Linked DNA regions of Macaca mulatta: region 1 is linked to region 2. The links are chromatin contacts, called in public Hi-C maps. All regions are on one chromosome and are shown on one strand. The core of a region is the stretch at or near the end of the contact, and the rest is flanking DNA. Distances in the headings are between cores, read along the strand shown.

What was found. A called contact is a pair of places that touch in the nucleus more often than the background predicts.
Region 1: a Hi-C map of fibroblasts shows a contact between it and region 2, with 2.2 times the contacts expected there. The contact joins two enhancer-like sites. A contact is called at or near these places in 2 of 14 Hi-C or Micro-C datasets (fetal cortex germinal zone and fibroblasts).

Annotation. Positions count from the first base shown.
Region 1 is chr11:101,430,586-101,434,833 of T2T-MMU8v2.0, reverse strand. No RefSeq gene overlaps it. Among named protein-coding and RNA genes, the nearest start is that of PLXNC1, 45 kb to the left of the region's middle. Within about 2 kb of position 2,488, at least 12 of the 40 cell types and tissues checked have an H3K27ac peak or open chromatin away from gene starts, as enhancers often do.
Region 2 is chr11:101,227,160-101,231,787 of T2T-MMU8v2.0, reverse strand. No RefSeq gene overlaps it. Among named protein-coding and RNA genes, the nearest start is that of CRADD, 230 kb to the right of the region's middle. Within about 2 kb of position 2,622, at least 16 of the 40 cell types and tissues checked have an H3K27ac peak or open chromatin away from gene starts, as enhancers often do.

The DNA.
Region 1 (4,248 bases), core at 1,239-3,738, 200 kb before region 2:
CTTGCTTGGTGGTTCTCACAAAGATCACTTTGGAAGCTTCTTGAAAGTGTCGATTCTCAGGCTCTATCTCCAGAGAGTCTGATTCGGTAAGACCAAGGTACAGTCCAGGCATGTGGGTTTTTAATAAGCTCACCACTGGAATCATCCAGTGCAGATGGTCCCCAGACTGCTCTCTAAAAACCACATCACTTGCCCTCTCCTTATTCCAGTCCATTAACTACATGATTAATTACTAAAGCTATTACTACCTAACATTTTTGAAACACTTACTATATCCCAAGGCTGTGTTGAACTCTCTATATGCCTGTGGGCCACTAACATAATAACTCTATGTTTTCACTATGATTATGATTCCATTTTACCTTTGGGAAAACTGAGGCACAGAGAGCTAAGTTAACTAGCCCAAGGGCACATTCTCTCTGACCCAAAGCCAAGTTCTCATGAGTATATCTTACCATCTCCTTTGCTCCCCATGGTCCAGCTATGCCGAATGTCTTTAGTTCTCTGAATGACTTTAGTTCTCTGCTTCTTTATGGCTCTGAGCATTTGTCATGTGGTTCCCCTCTTTGAAATGACCATCTGTATCAGTTTCCTGTGACTTCATAACAAATTGCAAATATAGCAGCTTAAGACACCCACTTATTAGCTCATAGTTCTGGAGGTCAGAAGCCTGACTGCAGCATGACTGGGTCCTCTATTCAGGGTCCTACAGAGATAAAATCAAGGTGTCAGCTGGGACTAGGTCTCATACAGCTTGGGGGTCCCTTCCAAACTCCCTGCTTGTTGTCAGAGTTCAGTGCTCTTGCAGTGGTAGGACTGAAGTCCAGTTTCTCTGCTGGCTGTCAGGCAGGGGTTTGGCATCGGCCTGCATTCCTTGTCACGTGGCCCCTTTCATCTCTAAAGCCAGCAAAGAAAATCTTGACAATGATGAGTTCTTGCCACTTGTCAAATCTCTTCTGCCAGGACAATCCAGTCCCTTTCAAAGGTTCACCTGGCTAGGTTAGACCCACCCCGGATCATTTCCAGATCTCAAGATCAATTAATTTGGGAACTTTAATTCCATCTGCAAATTCTCTTCACAGAGCCCCTAAATTGTTTGATTGAATAACTGGGCAAAGGTGTGTGTACCCTGCGAGGGGGATGGGCTGAGAATCTTCAGGGGTCATCTTAGAATTCTGCCTAATCTTCAAAACTCAGCTCAAGGGTGATTGTCTTTCTTAATGACTCTAGGCCGAGCTAGGTCCACCCCCTGTGCCCCATAGCATCCAATGCACACTCTTTTATTGGTCCATTTTCCCCCAGCTGGGCTGTGAGATTCTTGAGATCAGAAACCAAGCCTTGGTCATCTTTGCGTGCCCAGCTCCCGGAATAGCACCCGACTCTATATTTGCTGCCTGAGAGCTCAGGATGTGCTCAAGCAAGCTCTGCAGACGCGAAGGGCATTTTCATTAGAATTGCATGCATCGCAGGTGCAGGGCTGTTGACAGGGGACAGCAAGTGCTTCCGGGAGGTCCCAGGAAACGCCATCGGCACCCTAGGCTCCAAATTCTTTTAGCAGAGAACCATGGGCAGGCAAGTTACACCTTCTGAAAAGTCCAGTGAAACCAGCATCGCCGTGACGGTGAGGCGGATGGGCCACTAGGTGTCACTCAAGATTCAATAAAGAGAAACGCGGGTGCTTCGAAAGCCGTTTCCGCCCTTCTAGGGAAGGGAGCTGGTTAGACCGTCCCCACCCATTGTTTTCTGGTTCACGCTCCAAGCCTTCCGCGGCTCTTCACTTCCCTTCGGGAACAAGTCTGGGTCTAAAATAGGACCACAGAAATCGAAGCTATAAGGCTGGGGGCCACCCGACCGTCTAATTCAGCCTCCGGATTTTGTGGACCAGCAACCAGAGCCGGGGGCTTGCGCAGGGCGGGGAGCAGAGCCCCGCTTCAGCCCCCACGGGGTCCGCACGCTCCTCCCTACCCTCGAGCAGCAGTGAGGAGGCGCGGGCGGGTCCTGGCTCTCGGCCTGGGTGTCCAGAGTGTCCTGGGTCGTCCCGGGGGCTGCACCGCGAGGTGTCCCTCAAGCCCACTTCCAGATGCCCAGGCCGCATTCAGCTGATCCAGCGCCCGTGCTCCAGAACCCAAGGCGAGGAAGGTGAAAAAGAAGGTCCCGTTGATCTGTTAGGACCTGACCTTTCTTCAGATCGTCTCAAACAATCTCTTCTTTCTTTGGATTTTAGGGCTGGGGAGTGGGGACGCACCTGGCTTCCTGACAGCATCTGCAATTAACCACAGTCCTTTTCCTTGTGCCACGGGGAGGTTCGGGGCTGAAGGGAGGGGGTCGCAAAATGCTTATGCAAAGCACTGTCTTGGAGGGAGTTTGGTTTTTCTGCCCCCATCCGCCTACTTTCCCCCTGGAAGAAGTGGATGTCCACGCGCGAGGTTCGAACAGGCTGCAGGACCAACGCACCGCGCGTGCGGACTGATCTTCCTCGCCCCCGGCAGAGGGCGCCCTTCCCCCGCGCCAGCGCCCGTCCGGGCGCGCCCCTCCAGCCGCGCCCCGAGCCCTGCCTTGTCCCGGCCAGGCCTCCAGCGCCAGGTGCCTGCAGCCCTACACTGGGAGAATTACAAAGCTACTTCTGTCTGATCCCGGGCACAGCCTTTGAATGTCTCGTTCGTTTTGCTCCTAACTGACTTACTGCTCATTTTTATTTTCCTAAGTGAATTTTGAAACTTATTTGCATTTTGTGGAGCTCCTGGTAACAGAGAGAGCTTACCTGGCAGGGTGAGAATCCCGCTAAGGAAGTTGACTTAGGACGGAGGTTCTCGCCAGGGCTCACCCACAAAGTGAATAATCCTATCTATTAGACAAATAATTTCCTTTAAAGCTTGCAAAGGGGGGCAGGCGCGGTGGCTCACGCCTGTAATCCCAACACTTTGGGAGGCTGAGGCCGGCGGATCACTTGAGGTCAGGAATTCGAGACCAGCTTGGCCAACACGGTGAAAACCGGTCTCTACTAAAAATACAAAAATTAGCTGGGCGTGGTGGCTCGCGCCTGTAATCCCAGCTACTCGGAGGCCTAAACAAGAGAATCGCTTGAACCTGGGAAGCAGAACTTGCAGTGAGCCAAGATCGTGCCACTGCACTCCAGCCTGGGCCACAGAACCAGACTCTGTCTCAAAAAACAAACAAACAAAGAGGTTTTCCTGTGTCAAGCTTAACTGATTCTATTTATTTCTTTCCTCTTCATGAAAAGATTGATTCATTCATTTATTTCTCAACTGATATTTTACTGAGTACCTTCTGTGTGCCAGGTACCAGGGTGAAAAAGGCAGAGTTGGTTCCTGGTTTGGGTGGAGCTGATGGTCTAATAAGGGAAGATATATTGAATAAACACGTTAATTGGTCATCCCTAAGATAAACGCTACACAGGAAACACAGACTTCTGGCAGAGGCTGCGACAGGGAACCAGCTGAAGTGCTCAGCTCAATCTCAGGCATCCTTTTCCTCCCAGAAGCTCTCTTCTCACTTCCTGCTGCTGCAAACTGATAAAAATCATAGCCTCCCAGAAGCGGATGGTGAGTCAGTGCATTCAAGGCTGCACATCCCCAGGTAAAGTAACAAGAGTCAGGGTCTGGCTGAAATCTCCTCTCCCCGCTCACACTCCTGGGCTGAGTGCCACTCGGCAAGGCGTGAGCCATTTTGCATGATGAAATCCACATTACAGATTTCTTCTGAGGCCTGATGACTAATAAGGTCTGAAGACAACAAGACACCTCTGGGCGCTGCATCCTCCTCCTCCTCTTCAGTGTTTATGGAACACCTCCTAGGTATCGGGTGGGTGTTCGGTGCCAAGGATGCAAGCAAAACATTAGAGACAAAAGGAGGAATAGAATATGCCAAAGGCCAAGGAGGGCACGAACTAGTGGTTCCCAGAGTTTGAGATTTTATGAGCAGCTAAAAGTGAGAGCTTTATTAACTAGGATCAGACATTGCTAATTAGGTCAAAGGATAAAAGATGTTCAGTCTAACAGTGGCCTAAACAAGACAGAAAATGAAAGTTTATCTCTATCATGAGAGTCCGGAGTCCCACTGAGTAAGGGAAAGGTGAGGGTGAGCACTTTGCTGCCCTTCCTGTGATATTCCCAAAGGAAAGACGGGAGAAAGAGGAGACTCACACAATCCATTCTCCACCCCGCAGCTGCAGCCTGCGTACTCTTTGAAATATGTTATTCAGATCGTTATCCTGCTTCTCATCTTCCT
Region 2 (4,628 bases), core at 1,373-3,872:
CTTTTCTTTGTCACCACGTGTACAGTAAGGGAACAGGCAATATGGCGCCAGTCAGGTAGAGAACCCATCTGCATAATAAAAGATTAGGGTGGCATGGTCATCTTCTTCGCATGTTATGTAAATAACACACCTGGTCCAACCAATCTTTGGGCCCTATGTAAATCAGACACCGCCTCCTCGAGATGGTCTATAAAACCTTGTGCTTTCCACCATGGAACCGGAAGACCCATTCGGGAATCCCCCTCTCTGCAGGGGAGAGACCTATTTTCTTTCTTTCGCCTGTTAAACTCACTGTGTGTGTGTCTGCGTCCTCGATTTCTTTGGCATGAGGCAGTGAACCTCAGGTATCACCCCAGACTAACTATACCACTTCACTTTCTGTTGGTTGCTGTAAATCTCCTGATTTTTGGAAAACTGGCCTGTTTTGTTTTCTTTTTTTTTGAGACGGAGTCTCGCTCCGTCGCCCACGCTGGAGTGCAGTGGCGCGATCTCAGCTCACTGCAAGCTCCACCTCCCGGGTTCTCGCCATTCTCCTGCCTCAGCTTCCTGAGTAGCTAGGACTACAGGCGCCCGCCGCCTCGCCCGGCTAATTTTTTTTTTTTTTTTTTTTTTTTTTTTTTTTGTATTTTTAGTAGAGACGGGGTTTCACCGTGGTCTTGATCTCCTGACCTTGTGATCCGCCCACCTTGGCCTCCCAAAGTGCTGGGATTACAGGCGTGAGCTACCCGGCAGGCCCGTTTTAAAGTTCAGTTTGAGCACATGTCAGGTAGCACGAGTGACACTATTCTGGTTTGCTCTGGTCTGTTGGAGCCCAGTGGAAGGACTCTGTCCAAAGCAATGGCCTCCTGTAAATTTTATTTAACAACCTGAGCCCGGGGTAATAGTGACCCAGATAATGGTACGGTGGCTTAGAGATTCATTTCTCCCTAGTGGTGACTGTGGGTTTTAGCAGACAGAACAAAGAGCAGCAGATCCAGGAACAGTGGTTAGCCAACTCAACAGCATTTCCCAGGGAGATGGCTCTCTGTGTAACAGTCATAATTTATCAGACATTTTCAGTCCTTCAGAAACATTCCTGTTTTCTTCTCTCTCCCCAGCACTTCCGGTTTCTCTTTCATTTGGAACTGTTTCTCCTTCGCTATGCCCATCTCCCTTTCTTCCTGGTATTTCTCTCGCTTTCCCTCTTCCCTGCTAATCTCCTTATTCTTCTCTTAACTGGTATGGTCTTTCATATGTATTGAATATATGTCAGTGTTCCCTTTTAGCAATTTAACAACTAGATCAATTTATACCCCAACTGGAGTGAACAGATTGAACAAAACACCTGATGCCCATTAAATCTGAATTTCAGATAAATAATAGTTGGAACATACTTATACAAAAAAAAAATGTTGCTTACCTGAAATTTAAATTTAACTGGACATCCTGTATTGTATTCTCACAGCCCTGCCTCCACCTATAGCTCAGTGTGAGTTTCAAATTACGTTTGTCCTGAGGTGGCTCTTGGGAAGAAAACCAGGTCCCATGAATTCCCTATAATAAACTTGGTAACTGTCTTATACTTTTTTTTGAGAGAGGGTCTTGCTGTAAACCCAGGCTAGAGTGTGGTGGCACTATCATGGCTCACTACAGCCTCAGTCTCCTGGGCTCAAGGAATCTTCCCACCTCAGCCTCCCAAGTAGCTGGGACTATAGGTGTACACCACCACACCTGGCTAATTTTTAGATATTTTTGTAGAGGTGAGGTTTCGCCATGTTGCCCAGGCTGGTCTTGAACTTCTGGGCTTAAGCAATCCTCTCACTTTGGCCTCCTAAAGTGCTGGGATTACAGAAGTAAGCAACCACATCCAGCAGTCTCTTATAATTTAAAAAATGTGATTAATCAACATTTCCTGAACACCCCAAATTGCAGCGAGTTTTTGTTTTTCGCTTTTATGTGACACCTACATCTTCAAGGAGCTTGTTTTTGAAGGCAGCTGGCCTTCTTAGGGCACTCTTAAGCCCTGCCATCACTGTACCATCCCAGAAATTGGAGAAAGCTCGGGGTGCAGAGGCTCTCAGGGTGGCTGAATTCCAACAGCAATGTCAGGCTCCTGTGAGGGAAGTTAAGGGAAAGTTAATTCTGCAGGAAGTGGGGAGGGGAGGAGTATAAATTACAAGCTTTTCTTTCAATATGACATCTTTGCCTTGTATTTCCTATATCCTCGGAATGAGCGAAGGATAGGGAAGAAAATACTCCCTCTTCTGATGCTCCTTTGGTTCTATTTGGGAGTGAAGCTCACAAGAGGAGGGACTGCAAATAAATGTTCCCCAGATGATGCAAAGTTCTCTCTCTGCTGACAGTTAATACCTTGCCTCCAAGCCTGCATTGCCTTCCTGTCTGCGTGGTGTCTGAACAAACAGCAAGATGTGCAGGTCACTGAGTTAGATGAAGTTGGCAGGGCCTAAGGCCTTCTGCAAGGTATGACTCTCTCCCTCCATACTGAGAACATTCTGAAGTGACTTCAGAGGCTGCAGGGCTTGGGAAGTCCCATGAGAACTGCTCCCTTTCCCAAGGCACTGACATGGCCGGTAGCCAGGCATTGCCGTTTCTCAGCAGCCTGATCCAGGCCAGGCTTTCTGCTCTCCCTGCTGGAGGACTGCCATCCTTATTGAGTGTATTTCCAAGAAAGCAGTTGACAGGCTTGGCTGTGCTATTTCTGGAAATGTTCAATAGGCCATCTTCTGGCAGGGATCGCTGCTGACGGATGGGTCTGAAGGGGAGACCGAGTGCTCAGCGCCATCACGGCCCCGGCCTATTCCCAGGTGTCTCTGAGCAACAGCCGTCCCCAAATACCACGGGCTGTCAGCTGGCAGGGGCTGTGGGCCTCTGTGGAACTTGCTTCCTCCCTGACAGGGAGGCTGCCAGCAGGCCTGCTGCTAAATGAAGACAGGCGCCCTGTGACTATAAATTATAAAACACATCAGCTCTGGCTGATGCACCGCATGTCCCGCAGTCAGCTCCGCAGGGGACACTTGGCCACTGCCAAAGGGCATTCTAGACAGTGGCTTTAACTCTTGTGGCAGCCACAGGAGACAGGCCAAGCCTGTTGCTGGGCAGAGGAGCTCTTGGCAACTCCCAGAGGTGGCAATTGCCCTGGACTGCTGAGCTCTGTACAGACCAGGGCTTCTCAACCTCTGCACTATTGGCATTTTGGACAACATACTTCTTTGTTAGGGGCCATCTGAGCATTGTAGGTTTAGCAGCATCTCTAGTATCTACTCACTAGATGTCACCATTATCCCCTGCCCCCCGCTCTCCCACACACATACACAGAATTGTGATAACCAAAAAACGCCTCCAGACATTGTCAAATGTTCCCTGGAAGGCAAAATCGCCCTTGGTTGAGAACCGCTGGTGTAGAGGAAAGAGGATAGGGTCTAGAGTGATGGCAGAGAGAGGAAGATGCCAGCTCAGAATCTCCAGGTGAGTTGTGAAGCCAGGCAAGTAACAGAATCCTTTGGCCTCAGTTTCCTCATCTCTAAAATGGGTAGAAAGAGAAGGTCAAATCAAGGGAGTATGGAGATCAGCTGAGCTAATGTGTGTGATGCACTTTGAGAGGCAGTTAAGCTCTAGGTCAAACAATGTAGGAATAGGTGATGTAGTGCTTAATTTTTTTTTTTTTCTTTTTTGAGATGGAGTCTTACTCTGTCACCCAGGCTGGAGTGCAGTGGTGCAGTTCACTGCTACCTCTGCCTCCCAGGTTCAAGCGATTCTCCTGCTTCAGCCTCCAGAGTAGCTCAGATTACAGGCACGTGCCACGGCGCCTGGCTAAGTTTTGTATTTTTAGTAAAGACGGAGTTTCATCTTGTTGGCCAGGCTGGTCTTTAACTCGTGACCTCAGGTGATCGGCCCATCTCAGCCTCCCAAAGTGCTGGGATTACAGTGTGAGCCACTGCGCCCAGCCTAGTGCTTAAATTTAAAGAACATGGCTCCCTTTGAAGAATTTAGCCGAGTATTTATAAAATTCTCCATGGCTCTTAAATTAAAATAAACAAATGCTTTAGAAAGCTTTTCTCTTTATTTTTTTTCTTCTGATTTCTAACAAGAATAAGTAGGCTGTGTCTGCCTGAGGTTAATGTACATGATTTCCCCTAGTCTTCCTTGAAAGAGGCTTCAGATTGTTTTGTTTTGTTTTTTAAATCAACACCCTAGGAATTGTGTCCGTCCAATGAACAAACAGAAAGTAATGAGGGAAGGGAATGCCCCTCTACTTTATACACAAAATTAGCCTCCTTTTCCTTATAGTTAGTAACAAAAACTGGTAAGGAATCACCACAGCCCTATAGAAAGACACTGTTGCTTTAAATGAGCTTTGCTGTTATATAATTCTCTGGCTGATTTCACCCCTCCAGCTTTCAAGGAACTGTAAAGAAATCTCTAAAGGCTAATATTTCTCCTGTTCACACTGGCAGAAAAACACAAAGGAAATTGATAACCTGAGCTCCTTGGAAGGTGAAAAAGGAAGAGCCGAGTCCTGGAGGACAGGGCTACATGTGTCCCCTCCCGTCTTGGGGACCTTGTCAAGCACCAGGCGGCTGCAGCCCTTCTTTACAGCACAGGCTGTGTTCTTTTGGATGAGCCAAGGC